Linked DNA regions of Bicyclus anynana: region 1 is linked to region 2. A link is a contact called in public Hi-C data. All regions are on one chromosome and are shown on one strand. Each heading gives the region's core, a stretch centred on a gene start, on an enhancer-like site or on the middle of the called end of the contact. The rest is flanking DNA. Distances are from core to core; before and after follow the strand shown.

The links. A called contact is a pair of places that touch in the nucleus more often than the background predicts.
Region 1: a contact with region 2 is called in a Hi-C map of whole body, with 3 times the contacts expected there. The contact joins the enhancer-like site here to the promoter of LOC112053604 in region 2. A contact is called at or near these places in 2 of 2 Hi-C or Micro-C datasets (whole body and whole larva).

The regions. Positions count from the first base shown.
Region 1 is chr13:9,698,913-9,704,985 of ilBicAnyn1.1, forward strand. All of the region lies in intron 1 of LOC112048022 (gustatory and odorant receptor 22), which reads right to left. Among protein-coding and RNA genes, the nearest start is that of LOC112048022, 63 kb to the right of the region's middle. Within about 2 kb of position 1,564, at least 8 of the 8 cell types and tissues checked have open chromatin away from gene starts, as enhancers often do.
Region 2 is chr13:9,354,259-9,360,612 of ilBicAnyn1.1, forward strand. It overlaps LOC112053604 (arginine/serine-rich protein PNISR), which reads right to left and starts at 4,000. Exons shown (of 12, transcript XM_024093066.2): 1 at 3,524-4,000; 2 at 2,528-2,642; 3 at 1,757-1,909; 4 at 197-312. The coding sequence starts at 3,818.

The DNA.
Region 1 (6,073 bases), core at 314-2,813, 340 kb after region 2:
GATACTAAAAGAAAATTACTAAATAAAATAATTGTAAACTGTCTAGCCCCGCGGTTTCACTCGCGTAGTTCCCTTTCCCGTAAGAATACGGGGGTAAAATATAGCTTATGGCACTCACAAATAATGTGGCTTTCTAATAGTAAAAGAACTATCAAAATCGGCTTAGTACAATTTGAGATTATCCCCTACAATACCACAAACAGTATCTCTCTATAATATTAGTAGTCAAGTCGTTAGTTTTCATAAAACATTTAATCTTTAATTTAACTTTTCCAACACATTATGTTTATCTGATAGCTCATGCATTTAATTTAAAAAATTTTTTAATAAAAAAAATACAACCGACTTCAAAACCTAAAAACGTACCCACTAAACTAAAAAGCGAAAAATAACATCATAATATGTTCTACCTGCTGATCAGTATGAAGGCGGTGCTTAGCCGGTGTTGTCTTAATTTAAAGTTCTCAGCAATACGAATTAATCAAGTCCAAACACAAGGTAGTTACTGTAAACTGTTAAGGAGTTCCCTTAATTGTCCTTGGTCTTCATCACCAAACCCCTAAATGACAGTCACAACCTATCTATGTGGAAAGTTCTCATTAATACAAATTAATCAAGCCCAAACACAAGGTAACTGCTGTAAATCGCCGAGGAGTTCCCTCGTCTGTTTTATGGCTCCATCATCAGATCGACTTCAAACCTTCATGAGATTGTAGTGCTTAAAAGTACTAAATGGAAAAAAGTTTACGAACACGCAGACACCCATATAATTTTCGAAAGTTCCCCTCAATTCCTCCAGGATTCCATCATTAGATCTTGACATGATGGCAATGGGACCAAATGGGGACTATACCGTTTCAAACAAAAAAAGAAATTTTGAAATCGGTCCATGCGTCTTTGAGTCAGTCCTCCTTTTTGAAGTCGGTTAAAAATGATGGACTTTCATACCATATTATAAACACAGCGACAGAATTTTCTAAACTTCAAATATCAAATCGTTTATTTGTTGACACAATACTTATACATACAATGGTAAAATAAATATAATGTTATTAAAGTGTGCCTATATCACGACCGATCGGCATGCAAGATGTTAATTAAATAAATAGAAATATTAACTTAAATATCAATATTATGATAGTCAACAATGGGTATACGTCAAAAGTAAATGAAATTCCTTATGTGTTTAATTCAAAAATAAAGGATTTTCCTCCTTTAGTTATCAATCTATTTGTCAAAAGAAAAAAATAAATAAATCCGACTCTTAGTTTGTGTGTATCATTTAACTATTCAGCAACATACCGGCAACTCCTTTCACTGACGCGTCCACCGCACGTAATCCGTTATCAGTTCACCACGTGTAAACAACGCCGAGATTTTCCTCCACACGACGATCGTCCTCAGATATACTCGTATCTCACAGACACCAGCCTAAGGAACTGTTTAACAAATGTTTCCACACACGGAAAGGAAATTAAATCGAATCACTTCGAAACTGTAATCACAGTACGTCGTGTACCGTTCGTTATCGCATTGATACTAAATTACTAACGTGAGGGAATTGTACACTCACGCGACTATCTTAATGGCACGATATCATAATAGTGACAGCGAAATAGCAACGCCGAAACCGGTCGAATTGTCCGTCTGAATATGGATGGATGTTTTGTATTTTATGGGTGTTACGCAATGGTGAAGTGGTGGCCGAGACTTTCGCCTCTGTACTACCGGTTAGGCGCCCACGTTGGTCGAGGCGTTTTATTTTAGTACGCCGGCCTATATTGTTTGTGGCTAGAAATCATAGATGCTAGTCGCAAGCGTGCGCTAATGCATGGATTATAGCGCGCACGGTCACTGTTGATACTTTTATAATCTATATCTATACTTCTATACTAATATTATAAAGAGGTAAAGTTTGTAAGTTTGTAAGTTTGTCACATTTTTTAAATGGGGTAATCTTCGGAACTACTGGTCCGATTTTAAAAATTCTTTCACCAGTAGAATGCTACGTTATCGGGGAGTACTATATGCTATATTCTATATTGGTATTATATAGATTAGCCGAGTTATCACAGTTTTTGTCATACAGGTCGGACTAAAAACCTTTTAAACAGACTTATTCGCATGCGCTGCCTTAACCATTGTGTAAAATTGAAATTAATGTATGGAGACTTTATGTATCTTTAAAAGTTCTACAAAAAAGTCCGCGACACCATATATCTATCTTCTATATATTAGCAGATATAGTACCTTTTGTGTTTTAAAAATTATTAATTTTATATACTTAGGTTTACGTCATTATTTATACAACTAAACTTTAATCCTTATTAAAATAAATTATTTAATAATCACAAGGAGATAAGATTTGCCCTTTACAGTATGTTAATTACTTAAATAGTTTCGGAGATAATACAAAATTTCTAAAAGACGCAGAAATTCCGCTATATGACGCCCGGCGCTTTCATTTACGTAGTTCCCGTTCCCGGGTGAATATGGGGATCAAACATAGCCTATGACACTTGCAAATAACGTAGCTTTCTATTGGTAAAACAATTTTCCAAATCGGTCCAGTAGATCCAGAGATTACCTCCTACAACCGCACGACCTTTACCTCTTTATATTATTAGCATAGAAGTCTCTATTTGGTCATGCCACCACTCTCGAAGGACCGGACCGATTTTGCTAAGGGTAGGAGTAAGATAGAGAAATTACAGGGTAGGGTAGGGTACAGGTAGGGAAGCGTAGGGGTAGTGTAGGGGTAGGGTTGGTTTAGGGCCGGGTTTAGGGTATTGGTAGGGTAGGGGTAGAGGTAGGGTAGTGGTAGGGTAGAGGTACGGGTAGGATAGGGAAGTGGTAGGGTAGGGGTAGGATAGGCGTGAGATAGGGGTACGGGTGGGATAGGGGTAGGAAAGGGATAGGGTACGGGGAGAGTAGGGGTTGGATGGGGGTAGGATGTAGGTAAGATAGGGGTAGGGTAAGGGTAGGTTTGGGGTAGGGTAGGGGTAGGGTGGGGGTAGGGGTAGGGTAGGGTAGGGTAGGGGTAGGGTAGATGTAGGGGTTAGGTAGGGTAAGGTTGGGGTAGTGGTAGGGTAGGGTAGGGGTAGTAGTAAAGTTGACATCGAAATTTACGCGGACGAAGTCGCGGGCGTCCGCTAGTTATATTTATATTACGAATCATTTACTCGTGATTGCACGAGCAGCCCCAGGGCTTGTCTACCCGGGTGCAGGGTTAAGAATTCTTTACGTAACCAACACTCTCCTTGTGTCCTTTTTTCCGCGTTCATTAATACAAAATATTTTTTATGGAATAACACAATTAAATATCATTATACAGTAAAACTTAAAAGACATACCATTGTGGCGGCGGCAATAGATTACAGTCTCGGTAATTTTTCACACATTAAAATTATAGAGAACCATAAACTTAGCTACAGGAATTCTAAAAAAATTACAGCTTACAAAATCACTTCAAATAAAAAGTTTTCAAACATAATTATAAGGTTATATTGTTTATTAATGACGTTGTCTCGTACTATTTTAGAGTTAAATGCGGTATGGTCTTGTGGTATTTAGAAGTTAAAACTTAAGTTTAACGACACATTAACGAATGGCTTAAATAAGAAAGGTGTCAGTGAATGAAGTGCCGTTACTTTATATTAAAATGACCGTTTAAAGCTATTGAACTCTAAGCCGGCCAATTTAAAATAAAACAGTAAATATCGAAACTGAATTTTAATATAAAATGCAAATATTGATTAATTATCTCTTCCTCAATTAACGGGTATCTGAAGTGTTCTCGTTCAAATAAAGCAAAATGCTTGCGTGTTTACACGTTATAAATTGTGTATCCGTCGCATTATATATTCGATTTTAATTTGGTAACCGTTTTTAAATTACACTATAGGTGTTTCGTATTTCAGAGGCTAAGCTAATAAATTAATTTTTACATTGAAAACTAATTCGTGAATGTATTAAAATTTAATTATCGCACTACATGAAAGGTTGCCAATAACTCTTGAAATTGTTTATTATACTATTAAGTAGGTATCAGATCTGAAGCGGGAAGATTGGCCTACAAAATCTATTTTAAATTGTTTGAGGAAAATACCGGCTTATCTCTAAGTTAGGTACCTACCTGTTTAAATGACATACATGCTGACCCGGTGAACTTCTTATCACAAACAAATTAAGACAAACGTATCGTTTTATCAGTGACAAGAGGTTAGCGGGAAGCCCAAAGGTACAATATAATGTCGCTAGGGAAGCCACACAAAATTACCTATTACGACTTTTTTATATTTTTTTTGGAATGAAGTTCTTTTATGCGGATTAAAAATACAAACAACTATAATATAATGAACAGCGTGACAACTGGAACGTAACACCAGAATCCACTATCACGCAAAAGATAATAAAAAGATAATACACTACAAGCCCTTGGAAAAAATTAACCTGTGAAATGATCCAACGTGAATAACGCTTAGAAGGCTGTTACTATATTAGAAAATAACTCTAATTAAATAATTAATTAATTTAATTAGAATTATTTTCTTTATGTTAGTTAGTTAGTTACTTAGGTTAATTTTGTCCATGGGCTTGTAGTCTATAAGTAATCAATTAGCCTCTTATTTATACAATTTATATCGAAACATTTTTTTTTATAAATTAATATTTCTCTTAATAATATGATATTCAATTATAGAGAACTTATTAATATTATTATTTGGTATTATGAATTGTAACCGTACGTCTTTCAACTTGGTACTCGTAACAATTCAACTAAATTTTCTTCTCTCCATAACTCATCAAGATCATCTGTGAAGTCTAAGATCTAAAGGCTCAAACTTAGACCGCATTATTGCTTTCCATCAGGCATAGGTAATTGTAGTCAAGCGCGAGCCTATCGTAAAAAAAATATAAATGTTAAAATAGTGCAAGTATCAAGTGACCTTGTTCGCTTAATCAGTGATAAAGACGAAGCAGCCCATACAAGGCTACACGCAAGGCTGAAATTATATCGGCGACGCTTAAAAACGCCGCATGTACAAACAATGTGTCTTTATTATATTTGCATATGGAATTCACATATCGACATCTAGAAGCCGCGGGTCCGTGTTATGTTGGCTTACGACTTGTAATTATTTATTGTTGGCCGTCATCGCCTAATGAGGGCTATTTCAATAAATGTATGGGATACTCTAAAGTCGTGATGTCACGAGAGAACAATGGTGGATTTAAGATCAATTAACACATACTATAAAGGAAAATCCCATACAGCACGCAGTATATTATATTTAAATAGAATAACACAACCCACATTAATGTTCTAGCATTAATACAGAATACATATTAGTAACGCTTATTTTGTTACGCTTTCATCTCTCTGTCACTACATTAGGACAATTTTTTCGACAAGTGCCTTTCTACTTTCATTGTCCTATATCCAATCTGATGTAGATAATAAATATCTCTTGGCATTATGTTAATTAATTATTATATTATATTCGTTAAAAAACAACCATACCAATCTATACTGACAACTATAATCTATTGCTGACAACTGTAGTTTTGACATAAGTTATTTTAATTAGTGAATGCTGTGATAACCTGTAATTAGCTGTGCAATAACTTAGTATATTAATGCAAATTATTGGCATGTGACATTGTATCAGCTGTTGGTTGTCCTTATTAAATAAATATACAAACTAATCTATTTTGATAAACTTTTAAGTTTATCACTGACGTACCTACTTACCGAAATAAATATTTTATCAAAATATTTATTTAAACTTGTTACAAAATATGTATTTCGTTGTTTATTATCCGGAACGAAACCAACCATGGTGTTCTACTGTGCACACAAGTCTTTACCATCGGCATGAATAATTATCCCCACCGTTCGGACTATGGCATCATCGTAGAAAATTACTAGAAGTTATGATTACTTATAACGTTTTACAACTGTGTCAGTATACACTACTAACAGTCGCCCGGCGATTTCACTTGCGTAGTTCCCATTCTCGTGAGAATCATCATTAACAACCCATATTTCGGTAAATGTGGAACACGAGTC
Region 2 (6,354 bases), core at 2,750-5,249:
CAGGATGTAGGACTAAGGAATTCCTTAACCACCCTACCGACAAAGACGTACTGTCAAGCAATTTAGCGTTCCCGTACGATGTCATGTAGAAACCGAAAGGGGTGTTGCTTTTCATCCTCCTCCTAACAAGTTAGCCCGCTTCCATCTTATTGCATGATCACTTACTACTAACTAATAAAGAATAAAAAAAAAATACCTTCTCTAATCCAAGCTGGTAGTTGCCTTCGTTTAGCAGCATCAATAGTCGGAGTGATGACAGGTGACGGAGGCACCACCGGCTCTATCACTGGAGGTATCATAACAGGCTTTTCTCTGAAAACAGTATCAAGTATTGTTATAGAGAGCAGCTTAAATATAAGTTAATGTTTGTACAGATGTTGATTAAATTTACAATAATGAAAACCATTGAAAACTGGTTAATCATATTTTAACAACAATCAACATAATATAGGTCAAAGAAATATGGCCACATAACTAGCAAAACCCCACAATTTTACCCATGCAGTTCCCATTTCCATGGGCGTATAGTGATAAAATATATTACTCCGTGATAATGTAGCTTTCCATGGGTGAAATAATTTTCATATCAGCCCGTAAGTTTCAGAGCCTATGCAAACAAACAAAAAACCATCTTTCTGGTTTTTTATGTAGTTGAATGACATAAAGAACGGCCAAAAACTTTTAGTTTAGTAAAAGATGGAGTAATGTTTCATTTGTAAGTAATAATAATAATAAGCCCTTTATTCTGTGTTAAGAAATTACAATTATATATACAATACATTTTGTTTTCATTTTTTTAAAGAATATCTCTTAACATAGTGTGCCTTTCGGCATAGGCCTCCTCCAGCGACTTCCACTGCTCTCTCTCTAATGCGACCCTTCTCCACTTTGGACCTGCTGTGAGCTTTAAGTCATCCTCCCATCTAATGAACTGTTTACCCCGATTCCTTCTGCCATCTCTAGGGTACCATTCCGTCACCAGTCTGCTCCACTTCCCCGTAGTGTCCCTTAGCATGTGGCCTGTCCATCGCCACTTTTGCTGGTCGACACGAGTTAAAACATCGGTGACCCCAGTTTTAGTTCGAAGGTCAGTGTTTCTTACCCTATCCTTTTTCTTGTGGCCAGTCATGCTCCTCTCCATGGATCGTTGGCACCTGGCCAGTTTAGCCCTTTGAGCCATGGTGAGCGCCCAGGTTTCATTTGTAAGTATTTCTACCTTAATTTTATCAAATTTGTAATATAAACAATTTTTAAAAAGAATCGATTCTTTTGATGGAACAGCAAAAAATCAATCAATTAATCTATTATTCTATGTATATATTCTGTGGAGTCTACGCCTGTGTAGACTCCACAGAATATATAATGTATGGACACAGAATATTTATTGGTGTTTAATATTTTCGTTGTGTGAGTTTACCTTGTCCCCCTCTAAAAACAACTACTTTTTTTGTTAGTGAATTTTGGTGTGAATCATGTCCATAGTCTAAATAGTCAAAGCAGAACTCTTAGAACCCACAAAAGCTTATTAGTATAAGCTCTAGAAGATATCAACTATGATATACTGGGCATCAGAGAAATGTGAAGAGCAGACTAAAGGATAGGACGAGATAGGATAGACGATAGACAAGAAAAGTACATATTATACCAAAATGGAGAACCAGGCTGTCAAAAGGGAGTAGGTTTCCTAATAAAACAGACTGAAGAAACACCTACGAGCTGGAGGAGGCCTATATTTTATTATTAGTGATTGAGTTACCTAGTTCTATTTCTACTGGATTTGTTATCTCTATTCTTGCTCTTGGAGCGTCTGTCTCGACTCCTACTACTACTCCTGTTTGTCTGCTCAGCTTGAGGTGCCGTCCAATATCCGTGCTGGAATGTAGGCCCTGGTGCTGTGCCTGTTGTATATCTGTAAAATTTTAAATATGTTTAATATTAAAATGAGCATCCAAAGGATCCAAAATAACATACTAAGGACTATCATGGATGCCCCTTGGTTCACTTGCAACAATGAAACCCACCAATACCTTGAAAAGCCTCAGAAAATTTCTGTTGGCACTTTAACAACAAATACTTACATACAGAATAAAATAAATACCTGGCTGGGGCTGCCTACAACAAAAAGAGTGATTGTTTTTGCTTTGCTTTTGGTAGTCATAGACAATAGTATGGAACTCTTCCTGCACAAGTCTGACTCGCACTTGGCCAGTTGACAAGTTAATCTATATAAAATCTATGACCAAGTATGGAAAAGGTGTAGAAATAAAAAAGAAGATATATCTATAACATCATAAAATTCAAAATTCATGTATTTGAAGTATGCTTAGCTTACAAGCACTTTTGAAATATGATGTTTCTACAATCACGGACGCTTAGAAAATTAAAAAATGTATGAGAATGACATTTGCAGCCCCAGGTCTGTCTGTGTGCATTGACTAATGCCCTACCACTGATTCAAAAGGCAGAATCTGTTGGGAAGAGACATGCAACAAACTCAACAGTTGCTCTTAAAAACAAGGATACTCACCCAGGCATTGGTGCAGTGTTGTCTGCTGCAAAGCCATCCATGATCGGTGCCATGTTCATTGATGGATCTGCAGCAATCTTGGAGTCTCCTGGCCCACTGCCAGGCCAGCCCCAACCTAAAATTGTACAAATTTATCATCTAATTATGTAAAAATTCCATGTAGAGATAAAATATGTTAGCATTCCATGGATTCATTTTTTTTATTCATTCAGGATTTAGTGTGGGCCATTGTGTTTCAAAGAGAAAAAGGTAAGGTTCAGGACATCCTTGACAGTTAACTAACACTCCCTTTCTCCGCTCATGTTTTTCTCCCTGCCTAGCCAAATTTGGTATGATCCTACTAGAGCAGCTTTGGATACTCTTTCTAATTTAAAACAAAACTTGCTGCCGTTCTAGTGAGGCCAAGGTCTTTAAGCAAGTTTTAGAGATTTTGCTGGTAATCCTCTTGTGCCTACTTCTACAACATACAAACTCATTTTTAGTTAGTTCACAATATGTATTCACTTTCATACTGTGGTTATTCTGAATGATTGTCTCCCATGGCACAGTAAGCTCTACAAGAACTATCTGTTTAGTTTGTATGGAAAAAAGGAAAATGTCTAGTTTAGATCTCACAATACCGATATCCTCTGGGATTCTTTGCTGGTGGTAACTAGCCTAAGAAAACCTCAATTAGCCCAGCCAGGGATCGAACTCAGGACCTCTATGTTGTAAATCCACCGCGCATACTGCTGCACCACGGAGGCCGTCAAATTTCCACCAAACAAACTCTTCAGCTTTATAATACTTGTACAGATTAATCAAATTCAATAACACAATTTTTCCAACAAACCTTCGGAAAAACAAACATTGACAATACAGAATTTTAGGTACTAATCTGTACTTTTTCATACTTCATAGAGTTCTTGAACTTAGATGGTTGTACCTAATAGATGAAACTCATAAAATCTTGGCAATGAAGGTGATCCGATTAAATACTGGTTGGTAAATACTAACCCCATTGATTCCATGTACCTCCCCATGAGTTAGAAGAGGCGTTCCAGTCAGAGCTGCCAGCATTAGACAGTTCACAATTGGTTTCCGGATTTTCAACTTCCATCGGAGCTTCGCCTTCTTCCTCTGGTTTCGGCGGCGGAGGAGCCACAATGGCCGCAGCTTCCTTCATAGCAATCCATTGCTGCGCCAAAGCGGCCCAGTCTACCTGACTAGAATCTACATTTTGATAAGCAGTAGGATTTAAAGCCCACTGCGTAGGATATGCAGAGTTTGCGGCATCTTTTCCGGAGAACATGATGGCAAATTGTTTACAAGTATCACTTTGTTAATCTTACATTTAAAACACATTTAAAACATTTCATTAGCGTTTGCACTTAAAAATTATAATAAAGGCATAGTTATTGCTTAAAATATGTTTGCTAAAAATTAAAACAATTTACAAGTGCACACATTTTTCCATTACAAAGTTTTTTTTTTTAATCTTGGTTGTAAACCATAGACAAAGAAAAGATATTTTTTAAACTAGAATAGATTAAATTTTTATATCTATTTGTCTATGATGCAGATAAATAAGTCTTTACATTTTAATGTAGAATATATTAAACTAAAAAATTATTTATTTTAAATTCAATACATTAATTAATAATGTCTCTTTAGTTATTGATAATAATTATGTACTTGAATCATAGATACTAGATGATTATTTTTAGTTAGACTATTCACTACTAGATGGCATTGTTTTAATTTTTTTTAATTGCTAGGTACCTGCTTGAGTTCTAGTCTTTTTAATTCAAATGAACTATGAGGTGCCTACACCCCGCGGTTTCACCCTCGTAGTTCCCGTTGCCGTGAGAATACGCGGCGAATATATAGCCTATAACACTCAAATAATGTGGTTTTTTTAAAAGAATATTTGCCATATCTTTTTTTTTTAAATATGACGAATACTCCAACTTCCCTCCAACTAGTCGGGAAAGACTGTATTAGTCGGGTATGACATTAGGCTAATGGGTCGGGGATCGAACAACCAACCCTCGGTGATGAGTCCGACCACTCTTACCTTTGAGCTATTGAGGCTCTTGAAGTCTTGAGGATTGATAAAACAATATTCAAAATGTGGAGTGGTAAAAGAATATACAAAATCGGTTCAGTAGATTGAGCTAGTTTGGCTAATGTCCATTACATTAGCCAAACTAGAGACTCAAATCGCCCGGCAAATTAAAAACAATTCCCAAAATTATAATGCAAACAATGGATTATCTCAGTTGAATATTTGCAATTAATTTTTTGAATTTTGTTGTTGTTGTTTCTTTTAAATTGTCATGTTGGTTTATTTTTTCATATATTTTTTTTTAATTTGTCAGGTGATTTCAGTCTCTATTTTCAGTAGCCAAGTTATTTTCACTATAATTTCTTATTTTATCAAGTTTCTCATCTACGTAAAGATTTAATAAAGGCAATCATTGAGACCGTCAGTTCGATGGTAAGTTTTGGGTTAGTTTTGGGTGGACAGCTTTCTGTCAAAAAATGTAGGTAGGTACTTACCAAGCAACTTAATATTTCGATTTTCGGTATAGATAGAGTTCAAATTAGGTAAAGTTAGCGCTTTACTATTTGAACTGTGGCATCACTTAACGCCTGGAGAGCATTGAGATGGCATTTAAGCGCTACCCTCAGACTATAGAATGGATAATAATAATTAATTAATTGCTATCCAGCTCGAGTGTTCGTAAATATCCCTGTCCCATATTTCTCCACAGTTCCTTTTTCTCGGTAGGTAGATTTATCACCGATTTGCGGATATTCTGAAAAAGCTACCTAAACAGGCTCATAACATCGATCTCCTATTATAAAGTGGATGCACAATCAGCGACCAAAAAATGTCCCCACTCAATGAGTGCCAAACACAACTTTTTGGCACTCAATTCAAGTACCTAGTCGCATTTGCAAATTCAACCTTAAACTCAATCTAGGTTGAATTTGCTCTAAATTTGGGATTTTATTGAATATTGGATTATATTTAAAGGCCTTTATTATAATTTTCTTTACCAATAATTCTAAAATTGTCAAAGCAAAATTGGCCAGTTTTTAAGTGAAATTTTTTACATGATTGTGCGTCCTTTGCCGCACCTTTAAAGCCGTGATAGCCGAGTGGATATGACCTCTGCCTCCGATTTCGGAGGGTGTGGGTTCGAATCCGGTCCGGGATCATGCACCTCCAACTTTTCAGTTGTGTGCATTTTAAGAAATTAAATATCACGTGTCTCAAACGGTGAAGGAAAATATCGTGAGGAAACCTGCATACCAGAGAATTTCTTAATTCTCTGCGTGTGTCAAGTCTGCCAATCCGCATTGGGCCAGCGTGGTGGACTATTGGCCTAACCCCTCTCATTCTGAGAGGAGACTCGAGCTCAGCAGTGAGCCGTATATGAGTTGATAACGACGTGCGTCCTTTTATTATAAGAAGTCAATGGCTCGTACGCGAGGGACCAGCCGATGTTGAGTCAAAACTAAAAAACCAAGCGCTGTTACGTGCATAACGGCACTTTTAGTCTTAATTTGATCTAACTTTGGCGTCCAAAAGACATTAAATTATCTTGTTATTGTCGTGTGCGCGGCCAAGTGAAGTGTTAGTGAACTTTCTTTTGTTTTTTAATTGATTAGCTATTAGTGCGATGAATCTGAATCTCAGAAAAAAATGGAGTTGTTACCTCATAACTTCGTCATTTCTTAACCAATTTAGAAAATTCTTTTTTCGTTTGAAAGAGTAGATATACTTCCAGATTGGTCCCATTTAATCTTCATGAAAATCGGTTCAGTAAAAAGTGTGT